Linked DNA regions of Mus musculus: region 1 is linked to region 2. Evidence: chromatin contacts called from public Hi-C data. All regions are on one chromosome and are shown on one strand. The core of a region is the stretch at or near the end of the contact, and the rest is flanking DNA. Distances in the headings are between cores, read along the strand shown.

Region 1 (4,309 bases), core at 1,156-3,655, 170 kb before region 2:
CCAGACAAGACTTTGGCCTTCCAGGCTTAGGCTAAATCAAGGAGTTCTGCCTTTGGCAGAAATAAGGCTTCATGGGAAGGAGTCCCTGAGATGGGTCCTTACGACTTATTCCAGAGACCCAGACCCTGGAATTTGAACACAGAATCCCGTTACGACGGAGGTAATGCAACTTTAAGTGTGGTGACATGCTTGCGCTACAGCTGATCCGGGAGGAGGTTCTTGCAACCCTGCTGTGTTTGAGGTGTTCAAGCCTTTAATGCAGAAGACTGTAGGAGAGGATGGGACAACCGTTCCAGGCTACCAATAGGCTGGACATTCGAACCTTTGCCCCAGAAAGACCAAACTACGGCTTCTCTTTCAGTTCTTCCTCTTTCTACTGAAATCCAGCCTGATCTAGTTAAATCCATCAGAGCCTGCTTGCTGGCATCACCAGAGTTCTTCACAGTCATCAACATGACTGGTTTTATTTATTTATTTTTTAAAAAATCAGATTTGAAAAGGAATAGTAAGGGGAGGTATATTCCTCTTTCCCTTCTGAAATAAATCCTCAAGGTTGGACTGGGAGAGGTTCATGACTCATGGCCAGGGACCTCACTCCATGTGAACGAAGGAGGTCTGTACCAAGCAGTGCCAGAGAGGAGACAGGTTAAATGTGTGAACAGGGATTTAGAAAAAGTCCAGAAGGAAAGGGCCTTTGACATCACTGAGTGGACGCTTCTTGCTAGCAAGGCAGGAATAATCTGCCAAGGCTAACTGAAGGATGCCTTTCTTAGAATTCAGGACACCTGGAACTCCACACACCAGTCTTCTCTTTTATGTTAAATTTGTAAGTAAACAACCTTTGGTTGTTGTTGTTGGGGTGTTGGGTGTACCTTTCGGGGAGAAGTTCCCAAGTGCACAGGGAAACCAACACTTGTACCAAAGCAGATTTGAGTCCTGAGTGTGAGTCTCCATGACATCCCATATCATGAAAAGCTCAGAGGTCCTTCTCATTCATCCTATGGAGTCTTCAGGGAAATTGCTTTTCCCCAACACCCACTATTCAAAAATAGGCTTTAAACTTTAGTTTAATAATCACAGCAGGCCTGAATAAAAGTTGCTGAGTGTGTTCTGGGGACAGGGTGCAGTAAAGTGCCTGACAAACAAGTATCAGTCCTGAGTTCAGATCCAAAGTGCGCACATAAAAAGCCAGGCATGGTGGCACATATCAGTAATCCCAGCTCTGGGAGAGCAGGAACAGAAGATTCTTGGAGATCAGTGGCCAGCCAGCCTAGCAAAAGCCGTGCAGGTTCAGAGAGAAAGAGAGAGAGAGAGAGAGAGAGAGAGAGAGAGAGAGAGAGAGAGAGAGGAAGAAGGAGGAGGAGGAGGAGAGGGATCACCACACAGTTCCTACTCAGCACACACACAACTTCCCAGTTGTCATATCTTCCATTACATTGGCTCATTTGTCACAATCGATGAAGCATCCTGACACGTTTACATTGACCCCATAATTTACACACAGGTTCTCTGGGTGTTTATCTAGTAGGTTTGGACAAACGTACAGTGATGTTTTCCACCATCAGAGTACCATCCAGAGTAGTTTCCCTGCCCTGTATTCCACCTCCCGGTCCCTAGCCCCCCCCCCCCCCCTCCCGACAGCTGGTGGTCCCTGCAGTTTTACGTTTCCCAGTATGGAATACAGTTGGGCTTGGGCAGTGCGCAGCCTTTTCAGATGCTTCTTTTGCTTAATAACAAGCATTTCCGGTTTCCTTAGGTGTTTTATGTCTTGACAGATGATTCCTCTTCATTGCTAACTGGTGTTCCATTGTCTAGCTGGACGATGGACTCCATCTTTAGATCGCCTGACTATGGTACTCACACTTCTCTCATCCCGCCGAAACACAAGCCAAGAGGAGAGGTGTCTAGCGATGGGAAAAGGAATTGAAATTATGATTTGAGCTAAGGCTCGCATATTTTCTGTAGCTAATTACTCATGTCCCACTTTGCCAAGGGTGTGTGTGTGTGTGTGTGTGTGTGTGTGTGTGTGTATGTGGCTGAATTTCAATTCAAATGTAAGGTAATTTTCTCTGAAATTGTACTGGGGTATATTTATCTCTGAGAAAAGAAGTCTTACCTCCAGGATGATTCAGATGGAGATGAAATTTTACTCTAACATTTAAAGGAGAGGAAAAAAAGGAAGGAAAGAAAAAAAAATCAGGCAGAGTGAAAAATGAGACAGAATGGAGAGAGAGAGAGAGAGAGAGAGAGAGAGAGAGAGAGAGAGAGAGATTTGTTAACCACAGGATTCTCTGAAAAAGGTATTTTTCTCTTTTACAAGTTAGCAGTTACTGAATAATTCATGAAGCAGGGAAAGGCTGTCTTCTCCCTGGGTGATGGATAACTGAGCAGGAGAGGCTCCAAGTGGGTTTGCCACATCAGCCAGCGCTCTTGCTTGGAGCACAGGGTGCGCTCCTCTCCAGCTCAGTTTCTTCTGCTCTTGTAGCCAGGCATCTTCGCTGCTGCTGCCTGCCTGCCCACCCTTCTGGGCTTGCAGCCTACCGCTTGACTTTCTCCAATTCTACTGCCAGCTGAGGAGACTCCCCACAGCTGTTGGCTCCTGCCTGGGACCATGTGTGGGGATGCTGCACGGGAGAAGCAAGGCGCTTGCTCCTGGCACGGGTCCCAGCTCAGTTTCTCCTGTTGACTTCTGGACCACAGATGCTGCTGCCGAGGAGGTATTTCCTGGCATCTCTCCCTCTGCTATCACCAGCTAAGGACTGGCCCCAAATCAAGGTACCTCTACTCCCTCTCTTTGGCGTTTTTCCCAGCTAGGAGATATCTACTTTCTCTCGGTAAAGAGAGCTCCGGCTGGCAACACACATTCCCAACTCGTGTGTGTGTGTGTGTGTGTGTGTGTGTGTGTGTGTGTGTGTGTGTTTGGGGAAACTGTCCTAGGTGTGGATATGACCTTAGGGCTTCCCTGCTGCTTGCTGAGTGTAAAGCGGACCTTCTCTGTCATCGGAGACATTTCTGAGGCAGGCACCTGTCATCTGCCACCCCCGTTCTCCTGTTCTTTTTCACCTCCCTCCCTTCTCCCCCTCCTCCAGCCCATTATTCGGCTTCAGCCTTTTGTGTCGGTGACAGCGGGCTGAAGAAATGTTTTTGCCCTCCCAGCAGGCAAGTGCCAGGATGGGCCACGCTACACGAAGCCAACGCTAGGGCGCGAGGTGTGAAGAGTTGGCCAGAATGACCAACTCCTCCTCCACTTCGACCTCCACCACTACCGGGGGATCGCTGCTGCTGCTCTGCGAGGAAGAAGAATCGTGGGCGGGCCGGCGGATCCCGGTGTCTCTCCTGTACTCGGGCCTGGCCATCGGGGGCACGCTGGCCAACGGTATGGTCATCTATCTCGTGTCGTCCTTCCGAAAGCTGCAGACCACCAGCAACGCCTTCATCGTGAATGGCTGCGCCGCGGATCTCAGCGTCTGCGCCCTCTGGATGCCACAGGAGGCGGTGCTGGGGCTCCTGCCCTCGGGCTCCGCGGAGCCCCCGGGGGACTGGGACGGTGGCGGAGGCAGCTACCGCCTGCTCCGGGGCGGGTTGTTGGGCCTCGGGCTCACTGTGTCCCTTCTGTCCCATTGCCTCGTGGCGCTGAACCGCTACCTGCTCATCACCAGGGCGCCTGCCACCTACCAGGTGCTCTACCAACGGCGCCACACGGTGGGCATGCTGGCACTGTCCTGGGCGCTCGCCTTGGGTCTGGTGCTGCTGCTCCCGCCCTGGGCTCCTAAGCCCGGAGCCGAGCCACCGCAAGTCCACTACCCCGCGCTCCTGGCGGCGGGAGCGCTGCTTGCGCAGACGGCGCTGCTGTTGCACTGCTACCTGGGCATCGTGCGCCGCGTGCGCGTCAGCGTCAAGCGGGTCAGCGTGCTCAACTTCCACCTGCTGCACCAGCTACCCGGCTGCGCCGCCGCCGCCGCCGCCTTCCCCGCCGCCCCGCACGCGCCGGGTCCGGGAGGCGCCGCGCATCCCGCGCAGCCTCAACCCCTGCCGGCCGCTCTGCAGCCTCGCCGGGCGCAGCGGCGTCTCAGCGGCTTGTCGGTGCTGCTGCTCTGCTGCGTCTTCCTGCTGGCCACGCAGCCGCTGGTGTGGGTGAGCCTGGCCAGTGGCTTCTCCCTCCCGGTGCCCTGGGGCGTGCAGGCGGCCAGCTGGCTCCTGTGCTGCGCCCTGTCGGCGCTCAACCCGCTGCTCTACACGTGGAGGAACGAGGAGTTCCGCAGATCCGTGCGATCTGTCCTGCCGGGCGTCGGGGACGCGGCTGCGGCCG
Region 2 (4,215 bases), core at 1,601-4,100:
CTTAATATGGTTTCCACTGTTTAATCTTTTCCTATGGAAGTATGTTTATGGTTATAGGGTCTGTGCTTGTGCCCCGCTGAGAGTAAAATATGTAGTAAAATAACATCTGGGTTTTGTCAAGCAATGAATTAAAACACAGGATACAGAAAGAAAGGCTTTAAGAAGAAGACATGTGGGATTGTAATTAATGGGAGTTGGTTATACTCCAACAATCATCTAGTCCCTATGGTCTGTGAGGGCCCAGCACTCTCTGAAGACAGATATTATTTTATGAGCAATCTCACAACGTCTTTTGTCACACACTTCAGAATCCTTCCTGCGAAAAGGCCTTTGATTTGCTAAGGCTACTGATAGAAAACTGGGGCCGAGGCCACACAAACCCATTGGTGACGACTTCTGAGTCTTCCACCAACTCCACCCATCTGTGCAGAGCAGTAATCCAAGCAACAGAAGCAGCCAAGGTAGTGCTGGAAGATGACAGGCACAGCAAACAGCGCCACTGTGGCCACACACTCTCCAGAGTGAATTCCTCCATCTACACATGTGTCCCTGGGGATCTCTGAGTCTTCCCGATTGAGGGACAAATGTTTTCTTACCACTGTTTCCATCTTTCCAGATCCCGTTTCTTTCCCCCTTTCTTTCTCTTTCCTACAATATGATCTGAAAACAGCTTGTTCTACATAGAGAGTTCCAGGGCATCGGGAGCTACATAGTAAGACCCTTTCTCAAAAAAATAAAATTGTTTTCAGTGATAGTAACTTTGACAACCCAAATTGTACAGAGAGATCTAATGATAGGTGTCTTTATTAGCAATTAGAGAAAGCAACTGTGTAGTTAGTTCATCCTCTCCGCTGTTTGAATGAGAGCTCTTGAAAGTGCTTACTATTATCTGCTAATTCAAACAGGAAGTCCATGCTGCTGTTATGCGCATGCCTGTGTTATCACACTTCGGGGCTGACGACTCAGCTGTGTTGGAGACTGCTGAACTGATGGAGCGACCCCCCAAATGTGTATGTTATCCAGACTGTAAGAAATAAAGAGCCATAAACATATGATAAAGCATGCCAGTTGTTAAGATGACCAGAATTCTCTGTTCCCAAACACTCTGGCCATGCGTGTGAAGGAGCATAACCGGCTATCTGGCTTGAAGGTTTAATTAGCCGAGTGAAGGCAAACTGTTGATGCTGGGCTGGCTACAGGACAATGAGTCAACCCATATGCTTTCTGTCACTGGAATATGAGCTCATAAACAGTCTGTCTATGGGGGAAAACTCACAGATGAATGATACATGGATTTTGGCAGTAGCCCATGATCAAAACTGGCAATAGCTGAGGAAAATATTGACATTGATAAAACTAGTTGAGCAGTCCAGAAATCCTCCCAGACCAGGGGGATTTTATTTTATTTTATTTTTTATCTTTCTGAGATTATTTTTTTTCCTTTTTTTTTAATTAGGTATTTTCCCCATTTACATTTCCAATGCTATCCCAAAAGTCCCCCATACCCACCCCCCCAATCCCCTACTCACCCACTCCCCCTTTTTGGCCCTGGCATTCCCCTGTACTGGGGCATATATAAAGTTTGCAAGTCCAAAGGGCCTCTTTTTCCAGTGATGGCTGACTAGGGCATCTTTTGATACATATGCAGCTAGAGACAAGAGCTCCGGGGTACTGGTTAGTTCATATTGTTGTTCCACCTATAGGGTTGCAGTTCCCTTTAGCTCCTTGGGTACTTTCTCTAGCTCTCCATTGGGGGCTGTGTGACCCATCCAATAGCTGACTGTGAGCATCCACTTCTGTGTTTTCTCGGCCCGGGCATAGTCTCACAAGAGACAGCTATATCTGGGTCCTTTCAGCAAAATCTTGCTAGTGTATGCAATGGTGTCAGCGTTTGGAAGCTGATTATGGGGTGGATCCCTGGATATGGCAGTCTCTACATGGTCCATCCTTTCGTCTCAGCTCCAAACTTTGTCTCTGTAACTCCTTCCATGGGTGTTTTGTTCCCAATTCTAAGGAGGGGCAAAGTGTCCACACTTTGGTCTTCGTTCTTCTTGAGTTTCATGTTGAGCAGTCCAGAAATCCTCCCAGACCAGGGAGATTTTAAAGTGAGCCTTTTGGGATGGGAGAAAGCTAACAAGTGGAAGCAAAAGCTTTTCAGAATTTGTCCAAAGACTATAGATGGTGCGTGTGCATGTATGTGTGTCTTTGTGTGTGTGTGTTTCTTTACTGTTGTTTATTAACGATTCTGCAAAGGATAGCGGGTGGTGAATAGTTATGGACAGAGGAAGGAGAATGCTCACCTACAGTTCCAAAGCTTATCGATCCCATGTGGGCACGAGAACTCTGCCTTCTGCAGGGATTTGCTCTAACTCGGGAGAGCTAATGCTTTTCCTGGGCCTTCTGTGGGGGGATGGGAAGAGAAACAGAGGTGGCATTTCACAGAGCTTGAATTCCTAAGTCATCAGTGTCAGCCAAAAGCTCATTTCACAATTGTTCTGGAGCTGAACGGGAGATGACAGCAGGCCCAGAAGAGCAGTGCTGTTCACCTATTTGTGTCAAAATCCTGCTGGAGAGATGCCCGTTTAGCTCAGTTAGACACTTTTGAGGCTTTAGTTATCAGAATTTTTGTGCCGGGACCATGACATCTATGTCTTATTATTGAGCTATCACCTGAGAATAGTAATATGTATACTTGTTAACCAGGTGGGAGATTTTCTCCCTTCATTCAGCAGCCATTTTTAAGCACTTGCTACATGGCAAACTATGCAAGTCACAGAGAATGCAAAGATGTGTAAGATATTCTAGGTGGCGCTCTTGACTTAGTAGGAAAGTGACATATGAACAGAGAAGCTACTGCACAATGAAATTCATCTTATAAACGGAACAAAATTCTCTGCTAGTCCCCTAAACAGATGGACTTGGCCGGCAGCTTCAAGGAATGGCTTATGTAAGGGCTGAACGGAGACTGTTTGAAGATATTTTCTAGCTGAAAAAAAAATCAAAGGAATTGGAAGAGTCAGGCATGTTTATCAAACTGAGTGTGCTTATATTTCATGAATATACACTTATCTACAAGCTCATCAACATGACACATTAAACACACAAATCCTTTTGCATGTCAATCAAATATAGCCACACAGATGTCTGGAGAGATGGTTCTGTGGTTAAGAACACTTACCATTCTTGCAGAGGACCCAGGTTCAGTTCCCAGAAACTGATGTGGTGGCAAACAACCATCTATAATATCAGTTCCAGAGGATCTATCACCTTTGGGGCACTGAGGGCACCAAACATACACATGGTACACTTATATACATGCAGGCTAGACACACATAGACATAAAATTAAAAATGCATCTTAAAAATTATCTACACAAGACTTAAAAGTCATGAGATAAACTGGAAAGAAAAAAGACAGTTTGGAATTCGCCTATGACCGGGGAAGGAAACAGTTCTAGATAAGACTATCAGGGAAGATAGCTTGAGGAGAAACCTAGGTCTGGGTTAGATGTTTTATAAGCCAGGTGACAACACTGGGTTCCTTTCCCTGAAGGGAACAGGAAGCCAAGAAGGATTTATAAAGATAAAGCACACGCTCGGATTTATGGTTGAACATACAAACTCAGACTATGATGGAAGAAAAATTGAGTGGGGGAGAAACCAGTAGCATGGAGCTGGTGGCAAGAGCAGAAAAGTCATTAACCTTGAAAATAATTGGTACTGGTTGCTGTAAAGCAATGTGCTTATGGAAAGAGTTATCTGTCGAGCCCAGGACAGAGAACTCAATGAAAGAAGCTGAACACAAATACAAGTAAAATGTTTTGTCCGTGGTCGTGACATACCCTTCTTCTTTTACAGCCTAGAGTCTCTCAAGTCTATGTTATAAATAACATTTCAGAGTAAGCAGCAGTTGCCTGCTTAGACTTTATGGCTCCAATTAAGTCAGGAGAAACAACACTTGCAGGCAAACATGAAGCGATGCCCTTGCTATCAGAAAATGCTCTCACATAGATATATCTACAGCATCCAATCTAAGCGTAATAAATGGTGGAGAGCAACTCAAAGATGTTGCCTTGAAAAATGGTCCTGGGTAAAGCAAAAGCAGCGGAGACCTAGTGTGCAGGAAGGGGGAAGAAGTTACCTGCTCGATTGAGATGAATATGTGGTAATCGTTTAATAAATGCTGTCAATGGCTATTCACACTCTGAGGAGATGC

What was found. A called contact is a pair of places that touch in the nucleus more often than the background predicts.
Region 1: a contact with region 2 is called in a Hi-C map of cortical neurons, with 2.2 times the contacts expected there. The contact joins the promoter of Gpr88 here to the enhancer-like site in region 2. A contact is called at or near these places in 2 of 39 promoter capture datasets (embryonic stem cells and macrophages), 1 of 15 datasets of contacts at CTCF or cohesin (the NIH/3T3 cell line), 5 of 484 Hi-C or Micro-C datasets (bone marrow-derived macrophages, cerebral cortex, cortical neurons and 1 more), 9 of 115 datasets of contacts at active chromatin or transcription factors (craniofacial prominence, embryonic basal ganglia, embryonic forebrain and 6 more) and 4 of 9 other capture datasets (adipose tissue, embryonic stem cells, liver and 1 more).

Annotation. Positions count from the first base shown.
Region 1 is chr3:116,251,580-116,255,888 of GRCm38.p6, reverse strand. Gpr88 (G-protein coupled receptor 88) reads left to right here and starts at 2,405. Exons shown (of 2, transcript NM_022427.2): 1 at 2,405-2,775; 2 at 3,157-4,309. The coding sequence starts at 3,229.
Region 2 is chr3:116,077,331-116,081,545 of GRCm38.p6, reverse strand. No RefSeq gene overlaps it. Among named protein-coding and RNA genes, the nearest start is that of Gm26344, 14 kb to the right of the region's middle. Within about 2 kb of position 2,850, at least 6 of the 459 cell types and tissues checked have an H3K27ac peak or open chromatin away from gene starts, as enhancers often do. A contact at or near this core is called in cortical neurons and embryonic fibroblasts, where this site is marked.